Regions from separate parts of the Mus musculus genome. Here region 2 is linked to region 1. The links are chromatin contacts, called in public Hi-C maps. All regions are on one chromosome and are shown on one strand. Each heading gives the region's core, a stretch centred on a gene start, on an enhancer-like site or on the middle of the called end of the contact. The rest is flanking DNA. Distances are from core to core; before and after follow the strand shown.

The links. A called contact is a pair of places that touch in the nucleus more often than the background predicts.
Region 2: a Hi-C map of the N1E-115 cell line shows a contact between it and region 1, with 11 times the contacts expected there. The contact joins two enhancer-like sites. A contact is called at or near these places in 1 of 15 datasets of contacts at CTCF or cohesin (large pre-B cells), 30 of 484 Hi-C or Micro-C datasets (3T3-L1-derived adipocytes, the AML12 cell line, the C3H10T1/2 cell line and 21 more) and 3 of 115 datasets of contacts at active chromatin or transcription factors (the NIH/3T3 cell line, acute myeloid leukemia and regulatory T cells).

The regions. Positions count from the first base shown.
Region 1 is chr13:36,280,102-36,285,411 of GRCm38.p6, forward strand. The region is part of intron 4 of Fars2 (phenylalanine-tRNA synthetase 2 (mitochondrial)); the gene reads left to right. Among named protein-coding and RNA genes, the nearest start is that of Gm40912, 75 kb to the left of the region's middle. Within about 2 kb of position 2,915, at least 85 of the 459 cell types and tissues checked have an H3K27ac peak or open chromatin away from gene starts, as enhancers often do. A contact at or near this core is called in the N1E-115 cell line, where this site is marked.
Region 2 is chr13:37,295,960-37,301,269 of GRCm38.p6, forward strand. No RefSeq gene overlaps it. Among named protein-coding and RNA genes, the nearest start is that of Gm40913, 35 kb to the right of the region's middle. Within about 2 kb of position 2,297, at least 4 of the 459 cell types and tissues checked have an H3K27ac peak or open chromatin away from gene starts, as enhancers often do. A contact at or near this core is called in the N1E-115 cell line, where this site is marked.

The sequences.
Region 1 (5,310 bases), core at 1,665-4,164:
AGGAGACATTGGGAAATCTCTTGCCAGCCTCTTTGCTGGATAGTTACCATTTCTGGGTCCTTGAAAAGTGCTCAGTGAGTCCACTAGAGATCATGTCAGGCCCCATCACTGTCACCATCACTAGGACTATTTCTGGTCTTCCGTGGCAGACTCCAGCCAGAGGCTCAGCTGTGTCCTCTGTTATTTCCCTCCTTTGTTTATTATGCCTAGCCTTCCTAGGGTGCTGTTGCACACAGAGCAGTACTAACTACCATTCCACCCAGGGTCCCTGCAGCTCACAGCAGCTCATGGTGGGGTGTTCTGCCCCCCATGGTGGACTCCCACTGGCACTGGCTCATGTGACTCCAGGATGGGCTATTAGTAGCTAATCCCCCATGGCTTTCTCCATAGACCATTACTCACAGACAAGACCCCTCATGCCCCTCTACTCCAACACACACCATGCAGGAACCCACCTGCTAATTGGTATTCTTGCAACTCACAGACCATTTGTCAGCCTGTGGAACTTGATCATCAAGAATATTCTTTCTATACACTGGTATCCTATCATAGAGCCAGGTTTCTGTCAGTCATGCTGGCTCACTTTGAGGATAAACTGATGATACTTCATGAAGCAAGCCAGAGGGGATGGGATAATGTATGTGCTTCTAAATAGGGTATGGTTCCGGTAACCAGAGGTTTTATAATACCCCCCCCCAAAGGGAACTGGATTCTGTATTCTACCTCTCTGAGTCTGTTCACAGGATATGATTCTATTCAGTGTTGTACTGCAGAGCTCAGTAACTAAGTCAGTAACTGAGTCAGATATAGATCGGATTCTTTTGTCACTTGTCAACTATATGGTATTATACTAGATATTTATCTCTTTAGTCTCATCTTTCCTTGATTCAATTTTAATTCATTCTTTGATTTCTACTTTTGTTTTAATTTTCTGCGTATGGTGTTTTGGCTACGTATATGTAAGTGTCCAGCATCTGTGCCCAGTGCTTGTTGAAATCAGAAGAGGGGACCCAATCCCCTGGAACAGGAGTTTGGTCATGTTAGATACCATGTGGGTGCTGGGAATTGAAGCTGGGTCCTTTTAGGAGCTGGCAGTGTCCTTTAACACAGACTCATCTCTCAAACCCCTATTCTTTGTTGTTTTGTTTTGTTTTGTTTCGTTTTGAGACAGGATCTCGCTGGCCTGAAACTCTGTAGATCAGGTTGGCCTCAAACTCAGGTTAGACTGAAGTTTACCATCAGAGAATTGGACTGAAGGCCATGCTAGCACTCCTGGCCTGTCTATTAATTCTTAATTAATTTCTAATTTTATTCATGGGAGATATTGACATTAACCTTGAGTTGTAAATATTAAGAATGTTATCTGTAGCTCTCAGAGTAGTTTGTGACATGGAATTTGAATCCACCGTGCATTAAACTTTAGTTAGACTATTATCTATTGTATTGTGGTCATTTTTTTTAGGCATTATGGAAGGAATTAATTTCAGAAGCACAATTTCTGAATCATTTTCTTTAGAGTGAATTTGAACTCAGAGCTGAGCTAGTATTTTAAGTTGTAAATGTAGATTGCCTTCATTTGTTTAAGAGGATTAGAAGTAATATTTAGTGTATTTTTCTCTGAAATTTTATTTTTATGATAATTAGGTTCTTAGAGATTCAGAAGTGAAATGTTTCTGTACTGTTTATTTTGTACAGCGCTGTGTAAATACAAATTTGTGTTTGTTCAAACTAAATTTGAAAGTAAAGTCTAAAACTACGGTTATGACTTTAAATCTAAAATAACAAGTTTTTTCTTTTGACCTGAGTGTTCTAAAACATGTACTAATCAGTGAGCTCGTGTAGACATGAGAGACTGTGAGTGCAAAGGCAGATTCATTTTTTCTTTTTTAATTCTTTAATTTGTGCTTATGATACGCAATCAGCACTCTGAATTTTCCCAAGCTCTTTCTCGAGCTGTTTCTAATAATAGCCAAGGTACTGGTGAGTGGCTGTGTAGAAGACTGTTCTATTTACAGCAGCCTCATTGTTGTTATCTGGATCTCTCTTGTTCCTCTTGCTGATCAGTAAGTGCCTTTTAAGTTAGAGTTTTCTAAGAGTGCATTGTAACAGAAGTGAACCTCAGCGGGAGGTTTCCAAACTGGAGAGCCTTACCTAGACACAGCAGCAGAGGGCGCTCGGTCCCTCTTTTCACGATAACAGAGCCTATAGCAACCATCTCTCTTTTGAGCAGCTAAGCAGGAATTGTTCATATTAATTAAGTTTTTCGAAGATCTTGTTCTGTGATCTGGAGCTAGGTGCCTTAGAGTAAAATAGGTCTTATTTCAGTCTTGGGAAAACGGAGTAAAACAGGGAATTTCCTGAAACTCTGCAGGAGGAATAAAAACGCATATACTAATGAGTGAGATTTCAATGAAACTCAGTGAATCCTTCTCTTTCCTTTCCATAGTCTGGCTAATGCGCAAAACATCCATTTTCTTAAGAAGACCCAAATGAAAACCCCAGGAATTTGCATTTCCTCTTGAATAGTTTCCTTAATGAAAGGTGTTTGAGACATAGGGTTTAAACAAATCAGTGACTTGAAACATTGTGGCACCTACTTGAAATTTAAACCTTTTTATTAGATAGCTAGTGCCTCTTTGCTTTTAGCCAACAAAGACCCGTAAGAAAAAGAAAATGAAAAAATAAATAGCATTTCTGGACCCCTATTGCCTAGTGCAGGCGGATTATATTCCCTGTGATCTTGTTCGCTCATATTATGTGGTGATTAGAGCCAGGCTTCAATCAGCTGAAAGATTCCCCAAGGCAGGGTCTTGTCCCACCAGTGCACATGGCATGCCCCGTCTGACACCAGGGCAACTTGAGAATTGAGCCAGAGATGCTGCAGTTTGGTGTAGCAGATGCACACTGGTGGTTGCCATGGAGATTGCTAATACTGCTGAAACTCAAAGAAAGGGCACTTGCCACAGCTCAGGAGCCTGTGTGAAAGTGAGTGAAAAGCAAGTGGAATTCAGAATAGGGCCTCAGCTACTTGTCCCACATGGAGTTTTAATTTCCTTTCCTTTCCTCTTCCTTTTTCAGAATCTAGATTGAAAACAGGGCAAGTCATAAGGCAGGCTGGAGCCCTCGGAGCTCTCTGCAGCCTGACATATCCTTGGGATAAGTGTATATTAACAAGCAGGCATGACTAATAGGATTGGGGTTGGGGGCTGGGCTGGCGTGTGGCAATCCTTCTGGAGCCTCTGGTCTGCTTGTCACTGGGGCTTACTAGGCACCTTGGGATTTGTCTGCAGCATATGTGCTGCTGTTAATGATTGAAAAATTACCACAACAATTAGTCACGGATCACTGAAGGCAGGGCCCCAAATGTGATGGACAATGTGATTAAATCCATGTATGTGACAATTAACTCTCCTGCAGGTTTATCCATCCAGGGAACGTGCCCTAGGGGTGAGAGCAGAGTGGGTTGAGACGATGGGGAAGCGTGGTGTTAGAAAGGAATAGGGGAGGTGAACGCCACAGACGAGACTGATGCAGCTGGCACTATTGGTTTTTAATCTGATCCGGAATTAATCACGGTTTGATTAATCCTGGCTTTATTGCACCTTTCTATTGCCCATTTATTTATTTCTGCCTCAATTTGATGGAGGTGTGACTGATTAAATTCTGCTCATTCCATGTTTTTGAATTTTTTAAATTTGGCTCTCCATTGAACACAGTGTTCTAGGTGGTCCAAAGTCCAATTATCTTGTAAGAGCTTAACAGGCACCAGACACAGCATGTCGTGAATCCCCCCATGTATCACAGCTGAGTGACTCAGAATAAATATTTGTTTGTTCAGTAATCTGCCAAGCAAAAGAAGCCTGTGATGTCAATATGCTTGGTTATTTGGAAGAAATAAGATTCCCCACCTCCCAACTTTGGTAATAAGAGTAACACAAACCAAGAAAATTTTGTGCAGAAAGGAAGAAAAATATTTGTATGAACTTATCTTCAAATACATTTTTGTAGCATAACAAGGTCAAGTTATGCTTGTCACTTATAGCTGTGGCTGTACATTGCTTTTTAAACCACATGCTCTGTTCTTTCTTTAGATGATTCTTTGTTATCCATGTTGCTTATGAAACACTGCACTGTAATAATGCCTAGGAGGCTGTGACACAGAGCAGCCCAAGCAGAGCCTGTTGCTTTGTTGTACCTCCGGGGCCTGGGATGTGCTGTGTTGCTTTGTATCTCCTGGGCCTCAGATGTGCTGCTGGGTGGCAGGTGGCTTGCCCCATTCAGAAGACATGGGAAATTACATGGTCTACTTATGGTGTTGCTTCATTTTTCTAATAGAATTTGGGAGAACAATTTTTATACCCCCTACCTCCCACCCCAGACTCTATTGGGTTGTCTTCTTATCTGCATTTTAGCATGACCTAACCACATATGTAAACTAGAACATTTGTTTGTGGTGTGGGCCATAGTAACTTCCAGCACAGTAGACTCAAAGACAAAAATCAGCCCAAGAAGAGTCTTGCTGCTCTGTGAGAGCTCAGAGAAATATTGTGTCATTGATAGTACCACTGATTTGAGCACCAAAAAAGAGTGTCAGCCTGCCTGCAGATGGATGATAGGGAAGCCCAGAACCTCTGTCTTCCGCTGGTTAGCCCACCCAATGCTCCCCTGTAGCCAGCCTCGTATGAAGACTGGAAAGCTCTTCCTCAGGAACTGGCATTCTCTTCTACTGCACTCCATTCTGGAACCAATGTTCCAGCTCGGTAGTCACCGATAGCAGTTCATCTGTCCTTCTGTCCATTTAATTGGGAATGTAATGACCAGGACTGACAGCCAGTCTCTGTCCATTTGCTTGTTTGTCCAAGTGTTATTTCAGTTGTTTATTATTTACCAGCTGGTTTGCCATGAGTGAAGCAGTGCGCCTAGCACATACAGTGGACATGAAAATGGGAAATATAGTATTTTGCTGCAGCCAGAGTACAGAGATAGATGAAGTAAAAGGAACTGTATTCAAAGTGGGAATTGGCAATTGCTATGGAAGCACACGAGATCAAAGACATAAATATTGCTGGCAGGAGACGTGACTTTTCCTTAGATTTTTTTGCAAGGTTTTCTGGTACAAGTCTTTGAATATTTTCTCAGTTCACTGATAGCAATGGCCAAAAGACTAGATTTTTCACCATTTCCTTACATGGTTTGAACTGGTTGACCAGGATGGAAGAGAAATGGACACTGGGCATGAGTAGTACAAGAATGTGGTGTGGTATGTTCAACCATGAGTTAAGGGGAACAAGAGTTGAACACGTGCAAGCA
Region 2 (5,310 bases), core at 1,047-3,546, 1.0 Mb after region 1:
TATGTCTGTGTGGAATGCCTAGGCTTCGAGAACAGTCTTGTGACAACAGAAAACAACCCTGACTTTCCGAAGACAGTAGAAGAGGAAGATGGATTCTTCTGGCTCTTTTACCACACCACAAAAAGTCTGATGTATACCAGTGGTTCTCAACCTGTGGGTCGTGACCCACTTGGAGGTTGCATATGAGATATCCTGAATATCAGCCATTTGTATTACAATCCATAACAGTAACAAAATTACAGTTAGGAAATAGCAACAGACTAATTTTATGGTTGGGGGGGGGGGGTCACCACAACATAGAAACTGTATTAAAGGATCACTGCATTAGGAAGGCTGAGAACCACTGATATATGCTCTATAAGCCCTGTATCATGAGACTAGTTGGGTTCTCAGGACTGAAGCCATTTTTAACCTGGATGCTATAAACATCCTTAATTACTCAACAATGGCTCATTAGTCTCAACTTCTAGGTGCACACACAAAGTTATCCAAGAGACTGCTGTTGGGTCCATCTCATGGTTGTTTTTTTTTGGTAGTGCTATTTGGAGGCCACCTACACGGAACACAGAAGAAACAAAATGCCTCCAATGAACAACGTCATCATCAGAAACACGGAACTATACTTGCATCAGTCATCCCAATACAGTTCAGAAGTATGGCATGAAGAAGCAAATGTAAAAAAAAAAAAAATGAAATGAAAAATATAGCAAGGTGCTAATTATGTAAGTAAAGAATACAGTCATAAAGAAGCATACGAGTTTCTCAACAATTCGCATACAGTCATGGAACAAACACATACATAATTTTAAGAATCTGAATCCTATCGGGAGCTAGAGAGATGGTCCCATTGATGAGAGTCCTGGTTTTTCAGAGCATCCTGCTTCCATTCCAGGCACCCAACTAGCTCACACTGTAACTGTAACTATATCTGTAACTCCAGTTCCATGAAAGCTGATGTACTCCTTTAGGTCTATGCACACACCAGGCACACAAAGTGGTGCATATACATAGAGGCAGTCAAAACACCATAGACATAACATTTAAATAGTGGGTACTTGTATTAGTTACTGTTACATAATAAATTCCTCCAAATCTTGTTGCTTCGAGACAATAAACACTGGTTATCACCAAGTTCGCTGGGTTAGGAATTATGTATGGATTAGCTTCTTACTCATGTTTTTCAGATTACCAGACTCTGGTTTAGGGTCCTATCTGAAGGCACAGCAATGGAATATTAGCTAGAAGCCTCTTCTAAACCCTTGCCAGCATGTCTTTTCAGAAGTCCACAATCCAGAAGCTTGATTTCCACACAGTGAGTGACAGCGTGGGAAACAGGATATGTGAATTGGAAGATAGTCTTATGCTTGTCACAGTCAACTTACCAGAAGCAAGTCAATAGGTCTAGGTCACACATGAGGGGAAGGCACAGGTGCACATGGACCAGGAACTACCCATAATGCTCTCTGCTCACCTGTCAGCAGCAACAGGGATGCCTTGGCATAAATAAGAGGGGCATACTGAGTCAACTCTGTTTACTCCGAGGTAAAAATAAAAGAAAGAAAAACAAACAAAAATAAAAAATCAGGCTGCAAAAAAAAAAAAAAATCAGTGCTGCTTATATGCCTATAGACATGCAGCTAGTTGAAATTAAATAATACCTGACAAGACTCAGTATTTGTTTTTTGGAGCAAAATGCTGACTCTGTATCAGAAACTATCAAGAAACACAGACCAAAAATTAAAATCTTATTCTTTAAGATCAGAGACCAAGAGACAGGAAGAAACTGGTTATTAATATAGTTTTTATGGAAAATGTAGCATCCCAAATGTAAATTTACTGGGAAAAAAAAGTATGGTTCAAAATGTCTTGGTGCAGATTTGAGTAATGTCATAGTAGGGGGAGACTTTAAAATTCATGTTAATAGGTAGGAGATCAGAGGTCCAGGTGGCCAGTGATGTCTCTTGGACATGGCAGACTCCTCCTGGCCAGGCAACTCTATCTGCAACCCTCCTGCCAGAGTGGAAATGCAATCTTTACAGTGTCCAGATGGCTTCTAAATTGGCAGTCCCCTTCCCTTTTCCAAGAAATACACACCAAAGAGTTAATTTCATCAAACGATTCTGTATTTAACGTCAGTCTTCTAACAGGCAAAATTCCAAGTCTCCATCTTTCTGCCTGGAACCAGGGGAGTGCTCCTTTTATTTTGTCTCATTCTTTTCCTGATGCGTTCTCTCCTCCTTTTCATGCTCCTCATCACAGCATAGGTTCATGAAAAATTAACATCCCTGTTCAGCAGGGAAGCTCGCGCCTTTTAAAAGTGTTCTGGCAAGCCCAACACCGGGATGCACATCTCCAAGCAGACCTGACTTAGGAAGGTACAGTGTGTTACAGAGCTTCTTCTCAGACAGCCTGAGTCTCAAGGGCAGTGGTGCTGCTGATGGTACTACCCTTCCTTGGTTCTTTCACAGAACAAGGTCTTTGAGGTGTATGAATTTGCAAGGTCAAAATAATCCATTATGATGGAGAAGCTATTTTATTTTCTCAGCCTCCAGGGAAGATGAGGGACAGACCCGATGTCTTCAAGTCCACAGACAAAATGGCATCTGTAATTGATGAGTAGAGCTGCAGAGTTTGGATGGTAAGGCCTTCAACTCACAACAGACTTGGAGATATGTGTCAATTATAAAACTTCAAGTCAAAGGAAGGAGGGGAAATATAATTCTACTCAAAAAGCTGATGGGCAGAGCATTTCATGAAAATTAAAATTACTGGGGTGGGGCACTCTCCAAAAATTATTTTCAAATATTTTTATTCACAGTTGCACATGATAATTTGGACTGAAATTCACTGAAAATTGATTAGAGATCTCAAGTTATGTCATATTATTGATGAGTTGCTCTGAATAGTTGTGTAAGAGCCCCAGTAGACTTTAGTTGGTAAACTTGATCCTGGGCTGAATTAGATCCTAATTCTAGATCTTTGCTCATTCCTCTTCTCCCAGAGCTACTTTGATCCAGAATCATAGCTGTTGGGCAGTATCTTATGAAGTCACAAAGCCACCAGATGACTAAACAGCTTTAAGACAACAGAGCACGTGCTGGCTGGCTGGCTGGCTGCCATTGCTGAGCTCAGTGCAAGGGAATTTCACCCCAAATGCCCTCACTTCATTATTCCCATCAATACCAGATCTCACTGGGCTCCACAAACATGGTCTCCTTCATTGGTCTTCCATCACTGCTTCCAAGACTGAAAGCTCTTCATATCATAGTCACCACCACCCCCCAAATAAAATTAGAAGTCCGGTTAGTAAATGGCCTTTCACTGAGCTTATGATCCCTCCCTCCAGCAGTCTCCTTTAGGCCTCATATTCTATATCTCCTGTCACCCAGCTCCAATAATAACACTCAAATTCAACAGCCAGAGTTCTCAGGTCTGACAGACCCATTGAGTCCCCAGTGCCTCTTCAAAAGTCATTGTAGCCCAATACCTTAGAATGCATTGTATAAAATACATGAATGGCATGAGTCACCTTCACACCTAAACTTCCAACGTCTATCTCCTCAATAGATATTTGCAATACCAATCATCATCTCTTTAGGTTTTTCGGGCACTCATTTAGGTTTTAGACCCCTGTGTGTGGTCAAAACAGCTGCATTAAAGAGGTAGAGAGGAGGCAGGAGGACTGCCTGCATGAGGGGAAGTGGCTGGCAGGCCGGATGAAGATTATAGGAGATTGGAGAGGGTGAATGTCCAAGGAAAGCACACATCATGAAAGAGGGATGATAAGGTCACCTTCAGGAACTAAGCAAGCCATCAGGAAACCATTAAAAGAACACCTCTCTCCTCTCTGGGGTTGTTCATCAGCTTCATGGATCCTTCATATTCATATCTCCCCACTTACTCTGCATAGAGAGAACCCATATTGCTTCAGCTGTATGTAGGATGCAAAGTAAAAGATGCTAAAAATCACCACTACAACCCAGGACTGCACTGACACAGCTATGCAGTCCAGGCCCGGCATGTGTGTGGTCATAACAGCGGCATTAAAGAGGTAGAGAGAGGAGAAAGCCATTTTAGCCCCCTCGCCCCTCCTTTTTCCTTGACAAAAGCTCCTCTGGCCTAAATTCACTCTAAGTCACTCCAAGATTCAATAGAAACTCAAAGCAAACTGCATGCTAATGGCTTCTCAAAAGTAAACACATTATAATTGAGCCATCTTATTCCTTGGCACATACAGCAGCTGGTCTGACCACACACATGGACTATTATGCCCGGACTCAGTGCCATATTTTCAGAGGGGAAAATGACAAAGTGGACTACACTCAGGAAAGTGTTCCACATGATAAATGGTGGGAGAAATGAGTGCTCTATAATCTTCCTGTGAGGGAGGCAGGAGGGCTGCAGGCATGAGGGGAAGTGGCTGGCAGGTGGGACGAGGATTATAGGAGATTGGAGAGGGGACATTAATCAAGCAAAGAAGCCCATCAAGTGAATGTGAGTGAAAGCACTGTTCGAAGTCCATTTCCTCATTCTCTAAGCGCAGCAGATTGGGGTACACATACATATGGTTTTCAAGGCAGGTACCTACAGCCTCTCTGGTAGGGGAATGGGAAAAGCTTTTCTCCTTGTGAGTTTGTAAATAGAAACCAAAAGCATCAAAACTATATATAGCTTCTCAACACAATTCTTCCTACAAGCTTATTTTAAGAAAATAACCAGAAATGTTTTCGAAGAATGTTACAAATGAACACTTGTCAGAATAATAATTATACTTACAACCTAAAGGATACACTGGGATCTGCAAGATGGTTCAGCCAGTAAAGGCATTTACTGTGCAACCCTGGTGATATGAGTTTGAACACAGAGGTAGAAAGAGAGATCGGACTTCATAATGCTGCCCTCTGACCTTGTATATATGCACACACATGTGCACATACATTATGTACACAGACAATGATAGTAATAACTTAGAAGGGGAGAAACTAACTAAATGCCCAGCAGAAATCTATAAAAGTTTTCTGGTATGGTGTTTGTCATGTTCCTGTCGCTGCAAAAATATCTTGCTCATAGCTTCTGTAAGCTCTTCCACAGTCCCGGCAGTGTTTGCTCAATCTTGCAGGTAAGGAAGTTAAAGAACAAAGATCGGGCAATGGGTAGTCACGCTGGAACACCAGCATGAACACCCAGGATTGCTCTCAGCTCCCAGGTAATGTTTAGCAGTGCTGGAACACCAACATGAGCACCCAGGGCCCCAGGCTCCACATCTGTAATCTCATTAAGTGGATTTAAAAGTTATAGAATGATGACTGT